2 separate regions of the Mus musculus genome follow, and region 2 is linked to region 1. Evidence: chromatin contacts called from public Micro-C data. All regions are on one chromosome and are shown on one strand. Each heading gives the region's core, a stretch centred on a gene start, on an enhancer-like site or on the middle of the called end of the contact. The rest is flanking DNA. Distances are from core to core; before and after follow the strand shown. Region 1 holds the start of Iqsec1 (IQ motif and Sec7 domain 1). Region 2 overlaps Nup210 (nucleoporin 210).

What was found. A called contact is a pair of places that touch in the nucleus more often than the background predicts.
Region 2: a contact with region 1 is called in a Micro-C map of the AtT-20 cell line, with 5 times the contacts expected there. The contact joins the enhancer-like site here to the promoter of Iqsec1 in region 1. A contact is called at or near these places in 2 of 39 promoter capture datasets (cranial neural crest and second pharyngeal arch cranial neural crest), 1 of 15 datasets of contacts at CTCF or cohesin (embryonic stem cells), 8 of 484 Hi-C or Micro-C datasets (the AtT-20 cell line, Th1 cells, cerebellum and 1 more), 7 of 115 datasets of contacts at active chromatin or transcription factors (embryonic basal ganglia, embryonic midbrain, embryonic stem cells and 4 more) and 3 of 9 other capture datasets (embryonic stem cells, liver and pancreatic islet).

What each region holds. Positions count from the first base shown.
Region 1 is chr6:90,806,619-90,813,741 of GRCm38.p6, reverse strand. Iqsec1 (IQ motif and Sec7 domain 1) reads left to right here and starts at 3,619. Exons shown (of 14, transcript NM_001134384.1): 1 at 3,619-3,974. The coding sequence starts at 3,952.
Region 2 is chr6:91,013,763-91,020,885 of GRCm38.p6, reverse strand. Nup210 (nucleoporin 210) reads left to right here. Exons shown (of 40, transcript NM_018815.2): 35 at 597-743; 36 at 1,899-2,149; 37 at 3,338-3,554; 38 at 4,805-4,900; 39 at 4,979-5,062; 40 at 6,390-7,123. The coding sequence ends at 6,487. Among named protein-coding and RNA genes, the nearest start is that of Gm38860, 7.3 kb to the right of the region's middle. Within about 2 kb of position 4,010, at least 15 of the 459 cell types and tissues checked have an H3K27ac peak or open chromatin away from gene starts, as enhancers often do. A contact at or near this core is called in the AtT-20 cell line, where this site is marked.

The sequences.
Region 1 (7,123 bases), core at 2,370-4,869:
ATTCCCTCTGGAGGCTGCAGCATCCAGTACAGGGTAACACTGATCAACATGTTTTCCTCCCTAATCATGGCTACCCAGTGTAACTTCTTCAGCTGTGCCTTTGAAGTACCATCACCAGCCTTGGCAAACTTGCTGTACCACAGCCAGCCTGGGACACTCTGAGGCACATCTGGCAAGGAGGGACTGGTGCCAGCCCTTGTGGTCCCAGAATCCGATCTTCTCCCCCAAGTCAGGGAATGGGGCACCCAGTGATATCTGGTTTGCTGCAGAAAGGAGTGTTTGCTGAGATTCTAGAAGCCCACACACACATTTCCAAAGATAATTGCTTAGGAGCCATTCCTTTATCAGTGACCTTGCTTTGATGGGAGGGGCTGTAGACAATGGAATCCCCATCCCAGCCTGCCCTACAAGGTCTTCAGTATCTGCAACGCTGGCCACAACTAGGATTTGGGAGGCATGTGATGTGCAACTGCAGCATGGAAAAGCCTATGCTCTGCAGAGTCTGTGATTCAGCCTTCCAGAGTGATGCTGAGCCGAGTGTTTGCTGCAGGAAAGGACACACGGTATGAGGCCACTTAAGTACAGCTCCAAATACTCACCGTAGTTTACACTGCTCAGGATGCCTGCATGAGGACAGCTGAGGAGGAAAGATTCCCTACAGATCATTCATGCAGTCTTGGAGCCTGGGTACTGAGCTAGAGAGAATGCTACAGAGATGTGACCTCCCAGGCTTCCGGCATGTTTATCAAGTGAGGTTTTTTCATTACAGGCAGCTGATGCCTCAGGGTTAACAGCGTTCATCTTTATGTCTTTTGGAAATTTTAAAATATTTTTAATGTCATAGCACATTATCATTTTCCGGATCCATGCAGTACTTTCTATTTCCTGCACGCATGCATATGTGCATGAATGCGTAGGAAAAGTGCCGGAAGGCTGCACTCCAGACAGATGAGAACCATTTCCACTGCAGAGATGAGCAGGAGGAGTAAGATGCGGGGTTGAGGGGAAGAGGACTATTCTTACTTTATGAACAGGCATTCTTGATGGGGCTGGTGAAGCACACGTTTCATCCCAACATTCCGAGAGGTAGAGGCAACCAGATCTCTATGAATTCCAAGCCAGCCTGGTCTACACAGTAAAATCCAGACCAGCCAATGTTACACAGACCCTGTCCCAAAAGAAAAGATGATTGTGTTATTTCTGCACTTTGCATTTTACTTACTGAAAATGTAAAGCTTCAGAAAAAGAAAAATATAGTGCTGGGGTGTGAAGTGTCTGTGTTTGGGAGACTGGTACAGGTAAAAGGGTACAGACCCTAGAGCTCCACAGTTAGTCCTGTGTCCGCCTAAAAGGGGGATGGGCTGCTGTCCCCGTGAAGAATGCCCAGTGCTGAGATGCATGGCTGCCTGCCTGGAAAGACTGAGACTGGCATATCTCCTTGTCATGTGCCAGCAGCCTTCTCTCCCTCTTCCCAAATGTTGTTATGCTCCTGCCTAGGGGACAGATGGCCACAGGTTGGAAGACAGAGACACTCTGCCTGAATATCCCTATCAGCCTGCAGGTTGGAATTTTCCAGTCTATGAGGCAAAGTCCTAGATAGGAAATTTCTGGAACCAGCCCTGGAGGCGTTTGCTTCTCCTAGACTGTAGGGATGAGATGGGGACATGGGTCCAGAAACTGGCTATGAAATGCTCTATGTCAGCCTCAGCCTGAACATGTAGATTGTTGGGTGGTCCTGTCTTACAATTCTACCCAGGGGCAGGCAGTCATGCAAGGCTGACTACCACTCACTCACACCTCAGGCATCTGGTCACAGTTGAAGTGGACAGGTGCAGTCTGCCACACCATTTCTGTGACTCTGAAACCTTGTGTGTTCACATCTTCAAAGTTGAACCAAGCAGTCTGACTCTCACTTGGTGATAGCATGCTCCTGTACTTTCTGTTGCTTCCTGAAACTCAGGAACTTCTGGGGTCTCAAGTTAAGAGACCAGCTGGAATGTCAACATTATGGAGTTTCCTTTATCTGACTGGTGCCAGGCAAAGAACATCAGGTGTGAGAACAACTGTGTGCTGCACTCAATGCTTTGTCAAAGCCTGAAAGCTTTGGCAGCTGTTTTTGAGTGTGGAGGTCTTTATCACTCACTCTTCTTTAAAATACAGCAGGATCAAGATGTGTGTGCCTCTCTGGAAGAGCAGCCAGAAAAGAGACAGGCATACAATGGATGTCATGGGTCCAAAAGGAGGACAAGAAGCAGCCCAGGATGGGGCCTTTAGAGCAGAGTGCACACAGGGTGGACAGTTCTCAATCACAGCTTCAGTTTACTCGTCTGTGATATGAGAGTGGGAAAAGCAGCTCCTCTTTAAGAAGTTTGAAAGCACAAGCACACAGGTGGGGGTGTTAGTACCCACACCCCCCCAGGGTGCCTTTATGAGCAGCTGTGGTTAATGACACACATTTCTGGAAGGACCTCTTCTGATGCTGTGGTGGTATCCTGATCTTGATAAAATACAGAGCAACTCAATCAAGGAGAGAGAGTGGACCAGTTTACCATGTGCTAAGCCTACATAAATCTGAATTATTCCTATGACAGCATTCTTCTGGGGAGGGGGGCTCTCATGGAAAGACTGGCCATTCCTAGAGCCCCCTGTATTTTGGCTACCCAGCTGCTTCAGCAGTTTCTACGCTGCATACAAGGACACTTCGCCAGATGAATGAGTTCCTCCTCATCTGGCCTCTGTCCCTCTTTGCTGTGTAACCTTCCATAAGTTTTTCATTGCCTCTGAGATCCATTTTCTCTGTAATAAAAGAACAGAACTCAAGAGTGAAGCCTCCCTCTTCCCCCAACTTCAGTGGGTCTGAGAAGCTAAAAGAATGGAACAAAGAAAATAGCCTGGCAACTGCCACCCTCATCCAGAGGGTTCACACTCTCACTACCTTCCCTGGAGGCAGCTTTGCAAGTGAAGACTCAGGCCAAAGTGCTGGCTGGGCCACCCTGTGTCTGTTAGTCCTAAATGAATGAGGACCCCCTCCACCTACCCCACCCCCCCACCCTCGTGCCTCCTCAGGATTTGATGTGTGCATAACAAGCTATGTCAGTTACTGTATGTGGTCAGCCCTCCTGAACCAGTTACACAACTGTCATGATCCCATTTTACAGTATCACATCTGAAATTCCCAGGAGACACTCTGCTTGCTGAAGTCTCATGGCCCCTAACTCCAGGACACAAGATCTCCTGAGTTCTTAGTTTAGTGGCTCCTATGTTTCCATGCCAGGGACGGGAAAGCTGCCCTGGAAAGCAATGCCATCATTACATTCTTCGGGCTGCGAGTGCATTTTAGCAACAGATTTCCAGGTTTCCAGTGAGGGCCAGAAGGAGCCACCTCATTGGTCTCAGCGCCAGGGCTCTTGGTTTTGCAGCCGCACCCACAGGGCGGCCCTGTTTGATGCTGCAGTTGCCATGGCAACGAGCACTTTGGCGATTGGTCCAGCGAGGCCGCACTACGTTGCTCCTGGAAGGAGGGGGCGCTCCTGCACTCCTGTCCCTCCTCCGGATGCTGCGAGAGCAAACCGGCACAGACACCCCCCTCCTCCAGCCCTCCCCTCCTCATCCCAGCGCACTGCCACCCCGGATGTGCGGGAGGGAAAATTCCCAAGGAAGTCCCAGGTAGCAGCGAGGCAGACGCCCCCGCCCAACCTGGCGACCATGGTGACTCGACGTCTTCCCAGGCTTCTGGGCACAGTGTAAACCCTGCGTAGGAGGACCTGTTTGGAGCCCCCTGCCACATTACATCCAGCATATCTAGATGAACCTGCCAGTCCTGGGAAAGTGACTGCCCTTGGCTTTCATTTTCTTCCTTTCCACCTCGCTTGAGCATCCTGTTCCTCCTCTGAACCACCTTGAGCCTCCTCAGCCCAGGCAGGAGAGAGAAGGAAATCAGACTTGGGCAGGATGGCTTGCCGAAGACGCTATTTGTGAGTATGCAAGACAAGTTTATCCTAAAGCCTGAGGCAGAAAGGACCACTACTCATGTTGAAGTGAGGGGCTTGGTGGAGGTGGGGTGGCTGCTCTGCAGGTGGCGTCCAGGGGGAGCAAGCTTTCGTCCAATGTTTGTACCCCTGCGGCAAAGGCAGTGTTGTTGATGATGAGGGGGAAAAGAATCTTAGTCAGCAAGTCTTCCTTGAGCTGTGAAAGTCCCCTACTGAAGCAGGCACCCTCCTCCTAATCCACATCCACAAATGAGGGTCCCAGACTCATGGCCGTGGTCTAGGCTTTTGTCAGTGCCCTTGACAGACCTATTTAGGGAAAGCTTTGATACTCAGCAAGCCCATGGCTTGCACCCAAGCCAGGTGGAAGGCCAGCAGCAGGCTGAGATAGTGGCAGGAGATGGCCTTCTCCATAGACAGGTGAAGGTGGCAGCAGTGTCCAGCTGTCAAGCACAGGTGTAATGTGCCGGTACTGAGCACCCGTCTGCTGGGCCTGATGCCAGCAGCGGAGGTGGTGAAAGTCGGGCTTAGGGTGGTGACATCACGGGACTGGGTATTTATGGAAGCAAAGCTGTGCTTAGTGAAGCCAGGCTTCCCAGGGGGCAGTGGGATTCAAATGCCAGCTTCCTTCTAGGCTCTCTGGGGGCTCTGCTGGTGCTGTTCTGGGAAGAGAAACCTTTGCCCTATGTGGGCACTCTAGGCCCTGGGGACTGAATGAGACTTGGGTCTGGTCTCAGTCTGCCCTAGTACTACCTGCTCAGTGCTTGGAAGCTGATAGAGACAGTTTGGTAATCTTGGACCTTTCAAGGTTTAAAAGCAAGGCATGACGTTCTTGAATTGGGATCAGCCACCAGGACTAGGAGAGGAGGCTTGCAACAGTTTTTAGGAGGTCATCTGGGAAATTCAAACTCTCTTCAGACTGGCTTTGAACTCCAAGAGGCCCCCAAGCCCCATCAAGGGCCCTCTGAGCCCTCCTTAGGCCTTGCCTCCTCCCCTCCTGAGAGGGGCGGATCCCATGCTAATGAGCCTGAAGGAAAGTAAACCTTGCCTGTAGCTGCATAATCAGGCTGGGCCCCTGCAGGAGGCTCTGGAAAAGCTTGTGAGTTCTTTGGTGTTTGAGGGGACCACACAGGGTCCTTGCTCTCCGTGGCAAGACCAGAAATAGTAGCGCTCTTCCTAGCATGGAACTTCATCTCACCTTCTCACCTTCGGGGAAGGTACTTTCCTGGCAGCAGCCTCCTTCCTCCTGCCACTCCTTCAATGGCACAGGAGCCTTTAGTGTCAAAAAAAAAAACTGACAACTTGCAGAGGCCACTGCAAGTTGCTGTGGAGGGAAGATGTCATTAGCATGAAATGTGACAGTTCTCACAGAGAGCAGCTGGCCCCTGGGCCTGTTTCCAAAGCTAGGGAACACCTTCTGAAAGATTTTGCCTGGACAGGAATGAAGACAACCCCTGCCCCCATTTTAAAATGGGGAAACGGAGACTGGACAAATCACCTCTGAAAACCTGGTGTGCACTGGCCTAGATGTTGGACTTTTCATGGAAAACATCTTGCCAGGAGCGCTGCTTAGAGTCCTTTATGCTTCCAAGGTTCATTCAACCTGTCGAGGGCCAGAGGCTTACATCTGAACACAGCCTTAGGCAGCCCTGTTGGCAGCACCTATATGGTCCCCCCACCTCCTTTCCTTGAAGGTCTCTCTACTCTTAACTCTTGGGGCTCTGTAGGCTGAGCTATCCCCCCCCCCTCCCGTATTCTGTTGGTATCAACCATCACAATCAAATTGGCTGGGGAAGTCTGGAAGACAGCTCAGAGGGTTTGGAGCCAAGCAGGCCTTGCTGATTTACCTACTAGCAGTTAGCAGCCTATGTTTGTTCTCTATCATAGTTCACTTGACCAGGGCAGGGCTCAGCCCAGCCAAGGGATCTCTCAGTAACTACTGCTCTAGACTTCTGATTCTCCAGGCCAGCCGTGTGGAAGGGGGCTGATGGCTGTCAGCTCAGAGCAGTCTTGGCTAGTCACGTGTTTTCTCATATCCTGTGGCTTGGTTCTGCCTCCCTTGACTGCTGCAAATATAGTATGATCAATCCCTTTATGCAGAGCATGAAGCTGAGGTACAGAGAGGAAGGAACTCAACTGGGCTCCTGCAGCTATTTGCTGCTGTGCCTTTAGCAATTCTGTCCTTCCCCCACGCTCCCCCATATGCTCCATCCCAGACCTGAGCAGCCATGTGTCACCGGATCAAGGTGTCTCTTGGCCTAGTGGTTACCCCCCCCCCCCAAATAGGCTCACTGTATACCCTGTTCCACCTCCCCACTCATCCTCAGTTCATTCCTTTTGCCCCCTGGGTGTTCTACTGTGAGTCACTCTGAAAGTTAAATGTATCCCTGAGAGAGGTGGGTCCTCAGTCTGCTATGGAGGTGCCCTGGTGATGGGATAAAGATAACAATGAAAACAACACATATAGTAACTGAGTGGAGAAATCACAAGGCCTACAATCCTTGATCCAGCTGCAACTGACAGCTTAGTCAGCTTAGTAGTGCTATGAGGAAGGTACCCCATCCTGACTGTTCACAGCAGCACCTTCACCATCCTCAAGTGATGGCTGAGGAGGACTCTTGGCTCAGTGCATCCTCCAGCTCCAGCTTAGGCAGTGGAGCTGTAAGGATTTGCAGAGCAAGGTGCTGGCTGCCTCTTTCCATGGCTGTGGTGCATCCATCTACCCACTAACTGGCTCATTTGTTTACTGCCTGGAACTTCCTGGCTCCTCTTCCCTTCCTTTTCTCTCTGAGCAGCCAAGCAGGGCTAAAGCTGCAGACCTCCCACCCTGCCATTCTCTGACTTCCCTGCTGGGCTTCCATCTACCCTGCCACTATGTTCAGCTTGTTGGGTGGTCAGTGTGCCTTACTACTAGAATATCAGCTATACCTGACAGACTTCTGATGACATGTGAGCCTCAGGGACCTCTTACACCTAGAAAAATGCCAGGTACATTGCATGAACTCGGGATACATGATTAAGTCCTGGGCAGTGCCAGGCATTGTCCTAAGCGGGACTACAGAGCTGTTGACTACAGAGTATGTACTGGCAGGCTCCTGGAGAGGCACATGTGAACGATATCAGCCCCAACACAGAGA
Region 2 (7,123 bases), core at 2,761-5,260, 210 kb before region 1:
GACAGCCCTGGACAGCAAGTGCCAGAAATAAATATGTCGATACAGATTTTTTTTAACCACTTAACGGATGAATTAAGTTCCACTATTCTCATTGTGATTAATGGGGTACATTTACTACATCATGGAAATGCTGTTTTCCTCCTTTAGTGCAAGTGGGAAAATAGTCTACTGTTGCCAGAACTATGTGCAGCGTGTTTATGGAGAGCCTCTGTCCCCCCAGTGTGCAGAAGCAAATGGCCAATGGCCATTTCTCCTTGCTGATTACAACCAGGCCACACATCAGTAGATTTCCTGTCACCGTGCCCTCTGTGCAGGCTCAGCGCTCATGCTGGAATCCCCATCTCCAGTGACCCTGGCACTCAGAGTTGCTCATCCTCTGGGTCAGGATCCTTATGTTTAATGAAAGACATAGTACCTTCAGCGAGCCTCATTGACTGCTGAGCTCCCTGGGAACAGGATTGGATACTGGTGCTATGCACACCTGTCCCGCTCTGTAGGGCCTTGCTCCCTCATTTTAGTTGGTGATGGCTGTGGTAGCCTTGTGCTTGGCCCAAGCCCTTCTCATCTCATCACTGCCCCTAACCCTGTGCCTTTAGGTGAGTGCTCCCCTGCCCAGCGAGAGGCCATTGAAGCCTTGCACCCCGAGTCCCTCATCAGCTGCCAACTCCAGTTCAAGCAAGATGTCTTTGACTTCCCTGCTTGTGATGTCTTCACCGTGGAACCAGGATTTGATGCTGCTCTGGGTAAAGTTGCAAAGAATTTAAAATGCAGTGAATGCCAGCTGGATATCTGGGGTTGGTCCTAAGTGTATACTACACAATGGCCATATGTCCAGATAGGCAGAGGTTGTTGGGAGTCCAGCCTGGCGTTGTTAGGCTATAATCTCTGTTACTACTCTATGCCTGCCAAGGAGGAGTCGCCTTTGACATCACCTACACTCTGCAGAGCTCAGCTCCAAACCCAGACTGGAGTCTTTTTCTATAATCCCATCACTCAGCTTTGAATAGAGGCTTATACCCTTCTAAACCCTCCTTTCTAGACTGAGGATGCCCTGTCCTTCACTGCCTGCATAGAGCAAGTGAGAGGTGACTGGCATCATATGAAATAGTCGTGAGCAATATTCAGGCATGCTAAGACACAGCCACTCCAAAGCTCAGGACACCAGAGTGGTTGGGCTGACGACCAGCACTTTAGGCTGGCAAGCCTGCCTGGCCCCACTGCATGGCATGGAATGCTGCTGGCTGAGAGGGTGCAGGGGTATGGTTGATGGATGATTGGTATCCTGGCCTCACCAGCATCTAGCACAGAGGAGGTCCTTGTTGAACAAGGAAGTTTACTCATCTAGGTACTTCTAGTTATGTGTCGTTGATGGAGTCTAGCCCATGTGTCCAGATTCTAGGTTGCCCAACTGCCTGAGGCCCTGCTCCTTAATACCTGGCTCATCTGCCCTGGGCCAGGCACTAAGGACAGGACAGGACTAGACAGAGGCTGTCAACACAACCTTCTGCTGCACCTGGAACAAGGGCATCTTGGAGTCAGCTCTATCTTGACCTGTAGCCCAGGGTTGGATCATGTATCTATGTACCATTATCTGCCCTTGCTCTGGACCAGGTTGCCTGGGGCTTGAGCTGCAGAGCCGGCCCAAACATGATGCCTGTCTCAAGAGTGCTATTCAGTGCAAACCTCATCATCAGAAAATTCTGAGAAAGTGAGAGGACCATTGGTTACAGAGAAGGTGTCCAGGCTGGCCCAGGGCTCTGAAGGGGGTATTCCTAGAAGGACTCCTGGAGGACGTAGCTTATTAGCTGTCTCTCAAGTGTGTCTTGGAGTTCCCCTGTCATAGCAGGGCCAAGGTGAGGATCTGTGCACACATAGGAGAACAAGCCTTCTCTCCACAGGCCAGTACCTCTGCTCGGTTACTATGCGCAGGCTGACAGATAAGCAACTGAAGCACTTGAACATGAAGAAGACATCACTGGCAGTCACTGCCTCCATCCCCAGCAGTTATACCTCTGTAGAGAAGGTGGGAGCTGAGGTCCCCTTCAGTCCAGGGCTCTATGCCAACCAGGCAGAAATCCTTTTGAGCAACCACTATACCAGCTCCGAGGTCAAAGTCTTTGGTGCTGTGGAGAGTCTGGAAAACTTGGAGGTAAGCTGCTGTGGGGGCTTTGGTTCAGGCCAGAGCTGGTTCAGATTAGGATTTAGAGTTGTGAGGCTAGGGTTTGGGGCTAGGGTTAGGGCTCAGACGAGGGTTGGCTTCAGGCTTAAAGTTAGAAATATTTTTAGTTGCCTGGTTTACAGACTAAGCTTAGTGTTAAAGGTTGGGCTTAACAATGTAAGATATTAGAGGCTAGGATTAGTGGCTATGGTTAGTGGCTAGGATTAGTAGGTAAGGTTAGTGATTAGGGTTAGAATGCGCTTTGTACAGTTAGTGCAGGAGTTAGTGCATTCTGATTCAGGGTACCCTGTTCCATGTTGGAATAGGCCACTGCTGTACATGCTTTACGGTTACTGCCGCTTCCTCCTCCTCCCCTCCTCTTCCTTCTCTTCTTCCTCCTCCCTTCCTCTTCTTCCTCCTCCCCTCCTCCTCCTCCTCTTCCTCCTCCTCTTCCTCCTCTTCTTCCTCCTCTTCTTCCTTCTCTTCCTCCTCCTCTCCCTCTTCCTCCTCCTCCCCTCCTCTTCCTTCTCTTCCTCCTCCTCCCCTCCTCTTCCTCTTCTTCCTTCTCTTCTTCCTCTTCTTCCTTCTCTTCCTCCTCTTCCTTCTCTTCCTCCTCTCCCTCTTCCTCCTCCTCCCCTTCTTCCTCTTCCTCCCCTCTTTCTCTTCTCCATCCCCCCTTCCTCCTCTTCATCTTCTTCCTCTTCCTCCTCTTTGTCTTCTTCTTCCCCTTTTCTTCTGGCTGATAATGACTGGCCTCTGAGGCTTCAGTCCAGAAAGCCTACAAGGAGAGCTCTGATGTGTGGTTGGAGGAACCCTGTAGCCTGCTTCTCTTGTCTTGTGAGCAGTGGTTAACTGCTCACAAGGGATGAAGAAGAAGTATATAGTTGCTGTGGCAACCTGATGGGCTAGAGATGCTGCTTTGTGGGAACTTGGTTTTAGGCGCTACTTTGGGTAGGCTAACATTTTTATGCTCAACTAGAATTCAGTAATATTGATCATGCCCTCTCTAGCAGATTCTGAATGTGGGCCATGCTTCGGGGTATCAGGGCCCACCTGGTCCTGGGAGAGAAGTCCAGCATATGTGGTTAGAAGGGTGTGTCCAGAGATGAGCTGGACACTGCGGTCCCACAGTGTGCACTCCCTGCAGAGCATGCCTCCTCAGCACTGCCTTCTTCCCAGGTGAAATCTGGATCCCCGGCAGTGCTAGCCTTCGTGAAAGAGAAGTCATTTGGGCTACCCAGCTTCATCACGTACACAGTGGGTGTCTTGGATCCCACAGCTGGCAGCCAGGGCCCTCTGTCCACTGCCCTGACCTTCTCCAGCCCTGCCACTAACCAGGCCATCACCATTCCAGTCACCGTGGCCTTTGTGTTGGATCGTCGTGGGCCTGGTCCCTGTGAGTCATAGATGAGATATCAACTGACCCAGATCTGGGCAGGGAAAGCTGGGGCAGGGGGCCTTGGGTATCGGTGGGCACCTACAGCGTGAAAGTTGGACAAGTCAGAAACAAAAAATGTCTCTCAAAGTGGCAGTCTCTTTCTGTCACCAGTGCCATAATACTTCCCTTGTCACAATATCCTCAGCAAAGACCTGTGCTCAAAATCCTGCCATGGCTCCGTCTCTCAAGTGTAAAGCCCACGTCCCCCCACAGTGACCGCTGAGACCCATATGGTCTCTCCTGCCCATTCATAACTCGCCTCCTCCTGTGCTTCCTGATCCAGCACCAATCTGTTTCTTGCCTGTTTCTGGAACATGAGACCCCAGTCTGAGTCATTGGCATCACTGTTTACTCTGCATACAATGTCATTTCCCATTGACCTATGTCCTCAACTGTCTCAGACTGCCCGTCGAGCATTACCTCTTGGTTAACACAGGATTAGACTCTCCTCCTCCCAACCCACCCTCCAGATATGTGTTGGCCTATGGAGAAGTAACATTATTCATGACTGGGACTCCTGCCCGACTGCCCCAGGAAGTCCAGTGTGAGGACAGTTCTTTGCTCAGGGCCCTCCTGATGCCAGGAGCTACTCACTTCCTACCCAGCTATGTACAGACTTGTCCTGCTTCAGCTGCCTGTGGTCATGCAGAGGATGCAGGGCATGGAGTGAGGGCCCTGCAGTCTGGTGTCTCTCTACCAGGAAGTACTTGGGGACAAGTAGAGAGTGTAATAACACTGTTACATAGGCAGCAGGGATCTGGGATTCAGGCCACTCCACAGAGGTGGATAGCTTTGGGGCAGAAGTGCTGCCCACCTACACCCTGGGGCTCTTAGGAAGGAGTCAGATCAGGAGCTCCTATCCTGTGAGCCTCTGGCCCACCAATCGCTCAAGCTTTAAAGCTCACAGGGCATCTTCCAGAACTGCCTCTCTTTCTTTGGAGCAACCTAGCTGCCTCCTTGACAGAAAGGACACCAAAACCTGATGTGCCAAGCTGGTACCTAAGGATACTTTCTGGAAAGGACAGAGATGGCCAGAGGAGACAGAAGGAGATGCTGCCCTTGTCTAGACACCTCACATCTAAGACAGACTCGCCCCTGCATCCCAGGCAGTAGGACATGGTGGACCATGCAGATGTCTAGTGGCACAGGCCCTCAGGGGACCCAGCTATGGCTCTGGCATTTTGATGTCTGTCTTTGTCCTGTTGCAGATGGAGCCAGCCTCCTGTCACACTTCCTGGACTCCTATCAAGTCATGTTCTTCACCTTTTTTGCTCTGCTGGCTGGGACAGCAGTCACCATTATAGGTGAGGCCAACCTCATACCCCTTTCTCCACCCCGCACCCTCTCACCCTACTCACTCTCACCAGCCTCTATTCTTGCAGCCTACCATACAGTCTGTGCACCCCGGGAACTTGCTTCACCCCTGGCCCTCACGCCCCGTGCCAGCCCTCAGCACAGCCCCCACTGTGAGTACCTCGGCCACAGGCATAGCCTAGAGCGCCTCCACTAGAGTCATCTCCTGGGGAAGGGTGGGATCCAGGCCCCGAACCCTAGATTTCACAGCTTGTGTCAGAGCAAAAGAGACAGTTAGAGCTGAGCCCCAGGGACAGATGTGCCAGGGGACAAGAGTGTCACACAGACTCAGATATTAGTCTTGACTCCTCAGAGGCATCCATCCCCAGCAGGCTGTGGGATGGGAGGAGTTGGTAGAGACAGTGTTGTCTGAGCAGGGGAATTCCAGAAAAGACAGGCAGGGCTACCACTGAGAGGTCAGGTTGGGATGGGAGGATGGAGACTCTACACTGTCCTCATGAGAGATACTCCCACAGAGAAAGATAGGAAAGCCCACTCCTTTCAGTAATCTATTTGTCTGTGATGACCTAAGGTCTTAGTCACCCTCTACAGTTCCTGGGGTACCTTTCTCTAAGAGTCTTCTGGAATTGTGCAGTGCCCAGTAGCCCTTTGTCTCCTGACTCCCATTTGGCTTGTGTAAGAGGCCCTTGAGCTAGTGTTTGCTCATCTTAGTGTTAGAGGACAGCTTTATGGCCAGAAGTGCACGCACACCCACACACACACACACACACACACACACACACACACACACACACACACACACGCACGCACGCACGCACGCACGCACACACGCACACGCACACGCACGCACACACACCCTGTTATCAAAGCCTCTTCCTGTTGTCTCTGGTCTTCAAGGCAGGACTCCTGAGTATCCTAGCATGCTGGGTGGTAGCTGTCCTCATGGCTTTGGCTTGATGCACAGCTATTCTGCTACAGTCCTTTCTGACTCTTCCTCCCAGTGTTTGTTGAAGTTACCATAGGGTCTTAGTGACAAAGTTCCTTTCACTTGCCTCCAGGTCCTTGTTACAATAGCATTGTGCTCAAGAGTCTGGTTCTTCCATCCTCTTGGCTCCGTGGAGAGATAACAGGATGTGTCATGTGACCCACCCCAGACTACTGACTGAGCTCAGGAAGGTCAGAGGTCATGTTCCAGGCTAAGTGGATATAAATATTTATGAACCCTACACATCCCAGTAAATCTCATCCACACCCTCCACAGGATTAGCCCAGTCTAGCTCATAAGGTATTCATTGGAGACAGAAGGCTGCTGGGTACAGAAGCACAGGTTGGGCAGTGTACTTTCCCGTGCCTCCCCTGCCCCTGTCAGTTTCTGCTGTCCTAGGTATAAGCCCCTGGCATGCCATGGGCACACACTGAGGAGTATAGTGGGGATATTGGCTATTTATTCCTTCATGCTCACGTCCCTTTCCTCCCCAGATCTTGCCTCATCTCCGGCTGCTTTCAACACACTGCCTTCTGGTCGCAAAGCCAGCCCTCCCTCGGGGCTCTGGAGCCCAGCCTATGCCTCTCACTAGGCAATGTGCAGGGCTGGTATTACTACACAGCTGAACTGACACCTGGACAGAAGGGTCACTGTCATTTTCACACCGGGGTGAAACCACGCCTGGGCCCTAGGCCATCCTCACTGCCCTGGCCGTGCTGAATCACTGCCTGATTCACACAAGCAAGGGATTTTAATTTGTTTGCTTTTAAATCTCTTTCCCAGTCTTGAGGGTCAGGGCTTCCTGGTTCCCTCCTTCTCATGTGGTGTGCAGGGTTTGGGGGTGCTGCTTAATCTTGTATTTGTTCTGCTCGAGGAAGCTCGCTTCCCTGTTCATGGCTTTTGAGTATTGGAAGCTGTTTCTACATCATCTACAGATAATGTCACTGTAGTGATCTCAGGGAAAGGATTTTCTCATGACTCCTGGGGTTTTTGTGGTGCTTGGAATAGAACCCAGGGTTTCATACCTGCTTGGCAATTGCTTGTCCATTGGCACATGTGCACACCAGCCCTTTATTGTGGGTTTTTTTTGTTATTGTTGTTGTTGTTTTTTGTTTTTTGTTTTTTTTTTCATGAAAACTCACTCTTCTCCTTATCCTACTGCTGCTAGGAAATGTGGGGGACAAGCAGATGTGGATGTCCCCTAGGGGACACCATGCCCAGAGCCCTG